2 separate regions of the Zea mays genome follow, and region 2 is linked to region 1. The links are chromatin contacts, called in public Hi-C maps. All regions are on one chromosome and are shown on one strand. The core of a region is the stretch at or near the end of the contact, and the rest is flanking DNA. Distances in the headings are between cores, read along the strand shown.

Region 1 (2,927 bases), core at 358-2,857:
CCAATATGTTATCAATATTATTGTTTAGTCATCCACGTCGATTAAAAAAGGCGGACAAGTAACAAGTCAGAGTTATAAACTCCAAAGAGTGAAAGTTAACCTGCAATAGAGTGGAAAACATCATTATCACTTTAGACCTAGTTTAGGTACTATAGTAATGAGAAAATCGGAGTGGATTAAGATGTATTGTGAGTGTTTTTTTATCTATTGCGGATGTAAATACTCTCTAATCCCTCCAAACCACTTCAATATTAGAGTACTCAAACTAGACACTTTATGGACATAGCATTTTTTTTAAGAGAATAATTTTTTGGTTGTGACCGGTGAATAGGGTGTGGACCAATAGAAACGTGAAACGGTCACAAGAGCCGTGAATCCGTGATGAAAGTCGTCTCCAAGAGCCTACTATCTGGAATCATGAATGAAGTGAGCATATTGGCCCAGCCACCTTGTCAGCTAGACAGCGACTGCTAGTGTAAATATCTTTCTTGGTTGCTCCTTCCAGGAAGGTCACTGCCTCGCAAGGTTTAAAGGTGATGTCCATGTTCGATGAACCTACCTACATAGTATGTGTCCCCCTTCATGCAAGGCAATAAAGATCAAATACACGGATCACTTTTCCACCTTCCGTAGCGAAAATCGTTCTACTAATATTTGTCACGCCCACGCACAAGACACAGAACCAGTACCAGTACCAGTACCAAATGGAATATTTTTAAATAGTTTTATTTGTTAGTGTGTCTCGAATTCAAGTGCATGCTAATCTATATACGCGTGGCATCTGCGCAACCACCCACCCGTTTTGGTGCCCGGCTAACGAATCGCAGAACGTGAAGCTGAGCGTTGACCTTCAGCTAGTCCCCTGCTCTCTCTCTCTCTCTCTCTCTCTCTCTCTCTCTCTCTCTGTTCATGTGGATAACAGTAACAAACTACCGCAAGTTGTGGATGAGCAGACTTGACAGTTTTCCCCATGTTCTATCTAGAATTATTCTTGATTCAGAAGCAGGAGAGGGATAAAAAAAAGAAGAAAGTGGAAGGGCGGAGATCGATATGGAAGCTCACCGCAGCTGCCCTGGTCCTTGACCTCCGCGACGGCGCCCTTGGCCCGCCAGTCGACGGACTCCGGCAGGTCCTCGTTGTCGCCGGCCAGGTACCTGTCACCGAGCCTCCTCTCCCTCTGCGGCCTGCTCCTGACGCCGAGGTAGGTGGCGCGGTACTCGTCGTTGGTGAGGTCGGCGAAGCGGTTGAGCCCGAGGCGGAAGGAGTGGACGCCCGCGTCGGCGGCGGCGTTGTGGGCGTCGACGTAGCGGAGGTTGTCCCTGAACACCTCGAACCTGCGCTCCTCCTCGCCGACGGCGTTGTAGGTCCGGCCGTGCGCCGCCATCCACTCGGCGTACATCCGCCGCGCCTCCTCCTCGCTCCGCTCGCCGTAGGAGACGATCGACATGCTGTCCGCCGCCGCGGCGAGCGGCGCGAGCAGCAGCAGAAGCAGCGCCGCCGCCGACGCGAGCGGCGTGGTGGAGGCGCCCATCTCCGCCGCGATGCAGGAACGGGAAGGCTAGCTAGATAGGGGGAGGAAGGAGCGGAACGGACCGGAGCAGAGCAGATGGATGAGAGTTGAGATGGAGGCCCTTCCTTTTAATACAAGTGGGCGAGGGAGCGGTGGGCCCAGATTCCGTGATCCCCTTGTTTTTTTAAATTCATTCGCATCTAATCTACTGGACCAGTCAGCTGTACGATATTTTCCGTTGGTTTTTTATTGGTCGTGGGGTTGTGGAGCGGAAGTGGACAGGTTGGATTGGATTGGATGAGGGCGACCTTTTTTATTCTTACCCGACTGTGTGGGCTACGAACTGATATTAATGGTTCATATTTATTTTTAATTTTTATTTTATTTTCCTATTCAAATGGGATACAGTATTATCGATTTGTGACGGGTAAGATTTACATAGATATTGATATCTTCAATATCTAACTTTAAGTGTATAAATATAGATATAAATAAAATACGAATTGAATATTGAATACCGACTCAAATATAAATTAGATATCAACACGTTTAGACGGATCAAATTCGAATACATACTGATAATATCGGTAATCGATATTTACATAGAGTACCATTTACTATCTCTAGCAAGAAATACTTTAAATTTAAAGTTTCCCAATCTCGTTTTTATCTCCAACAACTTCCGCTAAAATAGAGTCTGCAGCTGATCCGCCAATTCTGGCGCTTGCTGTATACGGTAGCGCATGACGGTTGGACGCTCGATCGGTTATTGGCTGACATACGCTGCCTCCTGCCATGCTACAGTACGAGCTATGGTGAATGCGCTGGTCCCGTCAGACTCCCAACCAGTCCAATACTGCTTCTACACATTAATGAAAAAATAGTACGTTGGAATTTTCTTTTTATTAATATGGCTGGAAAAAGAAATGGAGTATAAGATAGGATAAAATTTAAAGTATGTTGTTGAGACTTTATATAGTAGATATATGAAAGCCGTTTCAAAACGGTGTTACTGACGCTATCCACGTCGGTAGAAATTCTCCTAGCTACTTGATTGTAAATCAATGGCTCACCTTCGCCTCTCGAGACTTTAGTACTGACTCTCCTCACTCCCTCGTTACCTTCGCCTCTCGAGACTTCTGGACGCTTTGACTGCGACCGCCTCTCCTCACTCTTGCCATCTCGTCCCTCCTCCTCCTCGCTCCATCCGCATCTTCCATCTTCAAGTTGCTTCATCTTCCATCGTTTCGTCCTTACGACATCATCCGCTCTGAGAAATTCGTCGCTTTCTTCATCGGCTCCGCTTCTTCCTCGAGTTGTCAAATTAGAAAAAAGGTTCGCTTTTCTTTTTCCCCAAGTTGTGTGCTTGCGGCGGATCTGCCTTCTTCCGCTTCGGCTGTCTCCCCAATTTCCCATC
Region 2 (3,092 bases), core at 29-2,528, 710 kb after region 1:
GGCAAGGGTCAACCTTGACCCTTTGAGACAGAACGCTTTTGGTACTCCCCTTCAAATCTGGAACTGACGGGTATTTTTAGGGGCCTCTTTTTTTTTTTACCTTCCACGATGGGCATTTATTTAGTTTTAGAACTATCTAGCTAGCGTTGATATGAATTGGAAAACCGGAAGCGGCAGCAGGACTCGCGCTGCTGTCAGGCGTCACTATTCGGCCTATTTGATTGCCTTTAGTATGAACTGTTTTCTAGTGTTTATATAGTGACTAGACTTGCAGCTGCATCAGCTCGTTGGGCCCTCCGTCCGCTGACCAAGCCGCAGACGAGCTAGGGCTAGTGGTGGAACCGTGGAAGGCGGCTCGGACCGGTAGGAGCCACGTCGGCATCCCTGAGACAGAATTCCCTGTTTTTTTAGTCAGTCGTCTCTTCCCTTTCTGATTTCTGAATAGCCGTTCAACTGCAACTGCTCCTTTGTGGCCGTGCGTGCGGCCAACGGAAGGAACGCGCGGCTGCTGTCTGCGCCATCTGCCAATGCAGGGCAGGCCTTGTTAGCGAGAACGGGAAGAGACCGAAGGATCCGTGCCAACTTACATTTGTTCGGTTAACCCCGTTATCCATTAATTAAATAGAATTAGAAAATATTAAAAAAGAATTCACTTAATTTATATGTATTGACAGCTAACCAAACAAGCCCTTACAAAGAGACCGGTTGCCTGTTTGAAGCTCCAAACTGGTACGGTATTGTATAGAGGTTGCGTGCGGTCCGATACGACGCCTGCATTCGCTGGGACGTGGAATAGTTCGAATTCATGCCGCCAAAGAATCTCCGCGTCCCGACAGGAGATGGCACGCACGGCACGGATCGGGGCTCGCAAATTCACCGAGCCCGGCCCGAAGCCAAAGCCCGTGCCGTTACCCTGTGACGGTGCGGGCCCACCACGCAGTGCCTGACACGCGCGGCTTCTGTTCCGTTCGAAGCCGAAGCCGGGGGGTGGAAGTGTAATGGATGTCACCACGGTCCACCTCCACCCGTGACCGCTCGACCCGAACGTGGCTGACGCGCGGGGCCACGCCCGGGTGCGGAGGCTGCCCGGCGCAACCGCGCAGGCCAGACCCCACCGGCTGCCAGCGGGCCGACCTAATACTCGACGGGGGGGCACGCGAAAAGAGACAGGCCCCGTGGGCCCTTGTGGGGGTCGTGGTAGGGGCGTAGGGCTGCTAGGGATGGTGGTGGTGGCTCGGCCTGCGGGTACAAAGCGGAGCGGCGCGGCGCTATATAGGTCCGCCCCCATCTCCTCCCGTTCCACTCGACGCCCAGCAAGCGCTACTACTCCACCACCACCACTACTTTGCTTGCTTGCCCCTTTCCCTTCCCTTCTCACACGAGAAGAGAAGCGAGTCGGCGTTCGCGTGGCATATGCCCGTGTCTGCCGCCGGGCTTGGCTTCTAGGGTCCGCTCCAGCGCCGGCCGACCGCCATGGGTGGGCTCGAGGAGATCAAGAATGAAGCCGTCGATCTGGTGAGGAAATTGCCGCTACCACTGCCTCGCTTTATTTTTTTTTTTGCTCGATCGCGCCTTTTAATTCAGACTGCCATACTTGTGCCAGTAGTACTAGTAGTAGTAGTACCACTAGTATACGTACGCACGCGCTGACTCTGCTGGAGCCTCAGAGCCTGGAGGCAACGATGAACTATGTAACGGCGGCCAGTTTTGCTTTTGCCCCGGCCCTTTGACTTCCTGTTCTGTTCCTCTGCTCTTGCTGGTCCTGGAGGAGGAAGGAAAAAAAAAAACCGAGAGAGAAAAAAGTGGTCCAGAGTCTGAACTCTTCTGAAAGCAATTTCACACGCAGGAGGAGCATGCAGGAAGGGAATCCTGTTCATGCGAAAAGATTTTATGCCTTAGTTTGTTTCCATTTTCTCCGCATGGACGATGGATGGGGTCGCATCGCTAGCTGCCTTTTACGCGCTCAACCAATCTCTCTAGCAGCTTTTCGGACAAGGGGGGAGAGGGCCGGCAACACCTGGCCGGCCGTGGGTCATGTTCCTCCCGTGTCTTGCTCTGCTCTTGCTCATGTGAGCTGTTTGATTGAATGCGTACAGCTTTGCCTTCTAGCTCGGAGCGAAACACCCACCCTCTGGATCGATTCGATCTGCCGTATTTAATACGTTGCCCGGATTTGACCACGGAGCAAAATCCACTATACGCCGTCTCCGTACGTTTTTTTGCCGCATCGATCTGTCCAAGCGTCGATGGTTCGACGAAACTATGCCTAACGAGAGGCCCCCAAAAAAATATCCGAATTTGTGCAGTCCCTTTGGCCAGCGCGGGGGGTGGGCACGCAGATCGACAGCGATCATGCTGCTGAGATCAGAGGGAGGAAAATAGGGAACCCGTTTCAATTATTAATCCCTGTTGACCAAGTGGAGCACTATGCCACCTGAGTATGACGGGTGGCCCCCTTCCCGCTGCCCTGCTCATCTGTTTTGTTCCGTCCAATTCGGCCGGTTCACACACGCGCGCGCCCGTGCTTGCGGGGTCACACTCACACACATGGGTGGGGCCACGGAGGGTGCGGAGCGAGCGGCAGTGCCCTGCGCCAGCGCCCTCTCTGATCGAGATCGGACGGCCGTACTGCCGGGCCGGCAATCATTGCCCCCCCCCGTACACCGCCCTGTCCTTCCGGCTCTTCCTTGTCACGTTCCAACCGCTAACTCTAGCGGGCAGTCACGCTGACGCCGTGGGCCCGTTCTTTTGTTAGAGTTCTGGCTTTTAACTGACTGACCCGATGCCGCTTGTGTTAACTTGTTGCTTGCAGGAGAACATCCCCATCGAGGAGGTGTTCGAGCAGCTGAAATGCACCCGCGAGGGGCTGAGCTCCAGCGAGGGCCAGCAGCGCCTCGAGATCTTCGGCCCCAACAGGCTCGAGGAGAAGAAGGTAACGTAACGAACGACGACATGTATCTGCCACACGTTTTTTTTTTCTTTTTTCTTTTTTGCTTGTTTGTTTTCTTGGGACCAAAGCTCTCTCTCCGCGCGCGATGCTGAAGCCTTTCCGTGTCCTTGTGTTCGTTCCACAGGAAAGCAAGATCCTCAAG

Evidence for each region. Hi-C and Micro-C count contacts between places; a contact is called where the count stands out from the background.
Region 2: a contact with region 1 is called in a Hi-C map of bundle sheath, with 1.7 times the contacts expected there. The contact joins the promoter of LOC542052 here to the promoter of LOC100283284 in region 1. A contact is called at or near these places in 2 of 25 Hi-C or Micro-C datasets (bundle sheath and tassel).

The regions. Positions count from the first base shown.
Region 1 is chr10:147,699,692-147,702,618 of Zm-B73-REFERENCE-NAM-5.0, forward strand. LOC100283284 (cysteine protease 1) reads right to left here and starts at 1,608. Exons shown (of 5, transcript NM_001156186.2): 1 at 1,063-1,608. The coding sequence starts at 1,531.
Region 2 is chr10:148,408,678-148,411,769 of Zm-B73-REFERENCE-NAM-5.0, forward strand. It overlaps LOC542052 (proton-exporting ATPase 4), which reads left to right and starts at 1,279. Exons shown (of 13, transcript NM_001305848.1): 1 at 1,279-1,515; 2 at 2,813-2,932; 3 at 3,075-3,092. The coding sequence starts at 1,474.